Regions from separate parts of the Gossypium hirsutum genome. Here region 2 is linked to region 1. The links are chromatin contacts, called in public Hi-C maps. All regions are on one chromosome and are shown on one strand. The core of a region is the stretch at or near the end of the contact, and the rest is flanking DNA. Distances in the headings are between cores, read along the strand shown.

Region 1 (2,961 bases), core at 166-2,665:
ATAGGTTGCTTTTGTGCAGATAACCACAAGATAAGAAGAGACATACCCCAGTGAATAGCTGATAGAAGAAGAACCTTAGGCAGATGCAGTGCCTATATATTGAATTGCTAGGATAAGCATATTCTTCACAGTCATCACCACATGAACAGCAGCAAAAAGCACCCATTTCTGCCTAGAATGTATATATTTCCGATTACACAATTCTGAAAAAGCTTTCAGAGCTTGCAGAAAAGGTCATAAAAGAATTGTTCACCTTCCTTCCAAATACAAGACAATTCCTATGGGATTAGGGGGAAAAAAGGGAAAAAAAATATTATAACATGAGTCAGGAAAACAACTTTTTGAAATGAACAACAGATTCAGCCTGCTCAAGGGAGAAATAAGAACCTCACTAAACCTTTCGTCACAAAAGAAGCTCAGTTCATCAGTTTTATGACTGTCTCAATTTCAACTCTTTGGACAAAAGTAATCTGATATATAGACAACAAGAAAAAAAATTTAGGATAATGCTAAACAGCAAGAGAACAACAAGTCACCTTCTTCATTAGGAGCTTGATGAATGATATACAATTTGGGTTTTTCATGATAAACAGAATCCTAAAACCACTCCATTTTGTTTTACCATAACCATAAAGTTCCTTTCCAACAATGAGTTAACTTACAATATTGCAAATAAATTCACAAGTTAAAACAAACACATTGAACATTCATTGTCCTTCAGAATGGTGATAAATAAAACAACTCAAATAATCAGCACTGACCGTTCTTCATTACAGACATAAAATCCCACAACGAAATTACAATCTCCTACACTAAAAAAGCACTTTCAAGAAATTTGTTAAGTTCAGAGTCGATAACCATACTTATAAACAAGAGAAACAGGCAATCAGCTATCTTATTTTAGAAGCTATTTCAGCGCAAAGACAGAAACTTTAACAAAAAAAAAAGAAAAGAACATCAATCTGTTTCTCATCGCATTAACAAAAAAAAAACACCAAACAAAAATTAAAGTAATGAAACAATAGTTACCCATCATCGACTATAAGACCACCATTTTCACGACCGTAAGTTTTCTTAGAAAAAAAAAGAATCAGGAAAGTTAGGGTTCCTGTAAAAGAAACAAAGAAAGAGAAAAAGGGAGAGATAGATAAGGGGGGACGTTCCTACTTCTATATTGAAGCAGACGAAAATAGATCCCAAGAGTAAGACAATCTAAGGAGCGGCCTGGGCGGAAGACAAAGATTAAATTTTTAATCTTTTTTCCTGATAATTTAGGGGGAAAAAATAGGCAAAAACCGCGTGGACGGAAAAGAGGTGCTTTGATTGCAGTAGGTAACTAGAAAGAAACGGATTTGGTAAAGGGGTAGAGAATGGAGTGGACCAGCTTATCATTAAGATAATAATGTTAAATCTGTCCAACTGACTCATTGTTTTGCTTTCCATCTTGAATTTGTTAATTGCCGACAGCTTCATGTTGATTGAAATTTATGCTTTAACTCATTGTTGTATTAACTATAATATAAATTAACATAATAAAATGGGTTAATTCAGCACAAGTCTTCAATGTATTAATTGTGCGTTAAAGACTTAGGGTGGATTTGGGATGGTGGTGCGGTGCGGTGCGATGCAGTGTGTTTAGTTTACTTTTTGTCTCATGCTACAATATCGTTACAGTATCTAATCTTATCGTCACCGCTATTTTTATTCTAACTGCAGATAAACGCACTGCTCATCCAAACTTACCTTTAAAATAAAATATTTTAAAGTTTTGAGAAATAAAAATTTCAGTCGAATGTCTTCCAAAATTTGTATAATTTTGCATTATGACCTACAATACCACTAACTAGTTGATGTTAATTCATATTTTGTGTAATTGTCGCTTCCACATCGGAGTTGGATGTAGTGATCAATAACTTACTTGATCTTGCCAGGAAAACAAATAAGATTCTTAGAATCTCGATTCATCAATTATTTTAACAATGTATCGTGTTGTTAGTAATTTTTTACTTAATCAAGTTTCGAAATTCACCTCAAATATTTGGTAGCCAATTAAAATTAATTTATCTCTTAAAAAATTTTATTAGATTATAAAAAATAGTATTTACTTTAGAAGTTGAACTGTAAAATTTGAGGGATTATTTTGAAGAGTACTTAAGTTGAAGATTATATTGGAGGGTTTGATTGGATTAAAACTTTGACTATTTGGGAGGGTAGTTCCAACTTCCATGGGAGAGCAGTTATTTTTTATTTTTTACGAGTCGATTTTAACGATGTAAAAAGGTGTGTGTAATTTTGAGGCTGCAATTATCCTTGGAATGAGTTTATATAATGGATTTATTCTCACCATAGAGGTAGATTGTTGAACTAAGCTGTGTAATTAATCTTGTGTGATTTGTACTTTTTTATTATTTTGGTTATTTTATTCAATTCTCACCATTTATTGTTATAAATATTGTAGAGGTAGTAGAGTATTGTCTAGTATCTTTAATTTTTTTTTGTCTATTAGGGGTGAGTAAAATTTAATTTGATTTAAAAAAATCGAAAAAAATTTTAAATTTCAAGTTGATTGAATTGAATTATTTGAATTATTCGAGTCAACTTGAATAACTCGATTCAGGTTTCGAGTTCGAATTGAGTTAAATTTCACAATTTAAATAAAAATAATTCGAATAACAGATTGGTGTAAATACCTTTTTAGATATTGTCAACTTTGAAAATAAGTAAATTGGTCACTCTCTTAACAAAAACTTTAAAATATTTATAAAAATTTCAAAATTTATATTTTTAAAAAATATATAAAAATTTTAAAAAATATATAAAAAAAGTTTAAAATTTTAAATAAGTTTTAAAATCAAATGATTCAAATTTATCATACTTAAGTATCTTATTTTTTTTATTATTTTGCTCCTCGATTCGGTTCGAAATTTTAACGCACTCGAACACACGTCCTTTTATACTGAC
Region 2 (2,961 bases), core at 303-2,802, 560 kb after region 1:
TTGTAATTGTATCAAATAATAATATAAAGATGTATATATAATTATTAAAAAATAAATAAAAATTATAAATTATAAATATTGAGAGGTGTTGGATGTCGAACTCTCAACAGAAAGTATTGTTCCACTCAAGAGAACACCTCGATTCACAGTTGATGTAGATACAACCTAAGTGTACTTTTACATAACCTCTTTTATGAGCTTGCAAGTTATATGTATACCAACCATCAACTAAGACACCTGGAGTGAAATAATACTTCCCATTAAGAGTCAAAAATCCAATTTCTCTCGACAATAAATACACCTGGACGGAATTGATGAACACCACCTATATTCAACTACCATTTTTACAAATTCACATTAAAGAGCTGAAGGGTTTTATTATTATTAGTATTATTTCTTTCTTTAGCCTTTTATGATGTTTGCAAGTTCACAGCCCAGTAACCTTCTCCACCACAAAATGCGGTACGGAAATATAGTCTCTCCTACCTTCATTACTTCTCTTTACTTTTAAGGGAAACCGATCGCAGGAGCAATAAAAATAAATTCAATAATTAAAATTATTTTGTTATATTTTTATTTATCATAATATTATTTTTAGTTACATTATTATAAAATATGTTTTTTATTTCAAAATGCAATATTAATAAATTTTAATTTTATAATATTAGTAATTAAACCTAAATTTTTAAAATTAAAAATTAAAAAAATCTAAATTTATAAATAATAAAATAATTTATAATATATTTTAATCAAAAAAATAATTGAAGAGACCATCATTGTGTTAAGTATTAAAAGACAACACAAGTTTTAAGTAATATAGAGGATAATCAACGGCAGAAATAGTAAAACAAACCCGAAAGGTGTAAAAACAAAAAGGAACACGCGTCCTAATCCCAGGGCTAGCCGCCCAATTAATGACCCATACTTCTTGGTCAGAATGACCCCCGTTATTTCACCTTTGGTAATAATATTCTAATAGTTACTATGAACAAAAACGTGCTGATTAAAATTTTAATGGTAATTCAATTATTATTGGGTTTTTATTTTTGTTGTTTAATTGTGAAAATTCTAAAAATAAAAAAAATTTAAAATAAAAATAAAAATAGATATTTAAAAGGAAACTATAAGTATCAAACTATTACAAATGAATTATCAAAGTAATTATAAAATCAAATCAAATCATTATAATATAAATAAATTAAGAATTGATACAATTCAGACTAAAGTCAACAAACTAAACTAAAATCTAAATACATGTTAAAATTTTGACACCATATAATTATGCACAATAAATCTTAAACTTAAATGCTAAAAACCCATAAAAATCATTTAAGAATTGACCCAATACCACATTAACAAATAATAATATTTCTAAGTTCGGTAGACGAGCTGATTAGCCTCTTTATGTCAATGTTGTTGCATCAATAAATTTAGGCCCCCTATATGGATGAAGACAGAGAATTGACAATTGATGATGAACACCTACCACAAGTAATAATAAAAGCTGAGAAGGAAATTATTGAACAACCCAACATTTTATACCTATCTCACATGCTTCAGTCTCATGATAATTGGGATCTACAATAAATGTACTACATAAATAGGGCAACCCAAACCCTGAGACCCTCATCAACTCAAGTTAGATATTAGAATCGAGAATCATAATGAACATTGGAAGTGAAGCTCAATATAGAAACATGGTGAAAGAGTTGAATGTAGATGAAGGTGAGTCTTCAGAGCCAGTTAGTCCCACTGGTCAGTATTTCAACAGCTCAGTGCTGTCCATTTGTGTTCTTGCTGTTTTGGACTCCGATATCCCTATCGATGATTCCCCAGCCTTGGCTTTGCTTAAAGATGTCTTCCTTCCCATTAATCCTCGCTTCTGTTCCCTCATGGTATATATATATGTCTTACACTTTATTTTCTCTTTCTCAATCATCTTTCAATGGTGCTAACTATTAAAGTGATGCTGAGAGACAGGTTAAAGATGAAAATGGAGTAAAGCAGTGGAAAAAGGTAGAAGTAAAGCTAGAAGATCATGTAAACATCCCTAATTTTCCACCAGGGTTATCACCAGCATCTTATGACAACCATCTAAGCAACTATCTGTCCAAAATAGCAATGGAACAACTCCCACATAACAGGCCACTATGGAACATTCATATCATCAAGTACCCAACTAGCAATGCAGCTGGTAATCTAATATTCAAGCTCCATCACTCACTGGGTGACGGCTTTTCTCTCATGGGTGCTCTTCTTTCTTGTCTACAAAGAGCGGACAACCCTTCGGTTCCATTGACATTCCCTTCACTTACTTCAGCCCCCACAACCACAAGTCTTTCTCTCAAGACCAACTGCATCTTCAAGAACATTCCTAATGTCTTATGGTCAGCTTTCAACACCGTATCAGATTTTGGGTGGAGCCTGTTGAAAAGCAGCTATGTTGAAGATGATATTAGTTTGATAAGATCCGGGGGTCCTGGAGTAGAGTTCAAGCCAATTGTAGTTTCAACAATGACATTTTCACTTGATCACATCAAACAAATCAAGACCAAGCTTGGAGTGGTATGCTATTTTTTGGTACTAAAATTTATGTCACTTGCACATTAAATAACCCATTAGTTGTTTTCATTCAATCTGCCTTACAATTATGCATTTAATTGAAAAGACTTATATTTTAATAAATAATAGTAATATATTGTTAATGAATTAGATAACAAAATTTTAATTCAAAAATTCAAATCAGGTAAAGTTTATATATAATTTTAATAATTTTTCACATAAATAATTAAATATAAATACTTTAATCTTTTTAGTGAAATGGTAGAGGATATAAAAGATCTAAACATTTAGCCTTATTAGATAAGTTGCATTTAAGAATCTGCAATTCTGCGCCTATTTTCCTTCATTGAGAAAACAATATGCTGGTAGACAAGTTTGTTGATGTTACACCTCTGTATA

The links. Hi-C and Micro-C count contacts between places; a contact is called where the count stands out from the background.
Region 2: a contact with region 1 is called in a Hi-C map of leaf, with 1.9 times the contacts expected there. The contact joins the promoter of LOC107898968 here to the promoter of LOC107898982 in region 1. A contact is called at or near these places in 2 of 34 Hi-C or Micro-C datasets (callus and leaf).

Annotation. Positions count from the first base shown.
Region 1 is chrA04:81,129,465-81,132,425 of Gossypium_hirsutum_v2.1, forward strand. LOC107898982 (E3 ubiquitin-protein ligase At3g02290) reads right to left here and starts at 1,416. Exons shown (of 6, transcript XM_041111491.1): 1 at 1,030-1,416; 2 at 388-470; 3 at 47-172. The coding sequence starts at 166.
Region 2 is chrA04:81,685,580-81,688,540 of Gossypium_hirsutum_v2.1, forward strand. It overlaps LOC107898968 (O-acyltransferase WSD1), which reads left to right and starts at 1,553. Exons shown (of 5, transcript XM_041111511.1): 1 at 1,553-1,895; 2 at 1,981-2,565. The coding sequence starts at 1,665.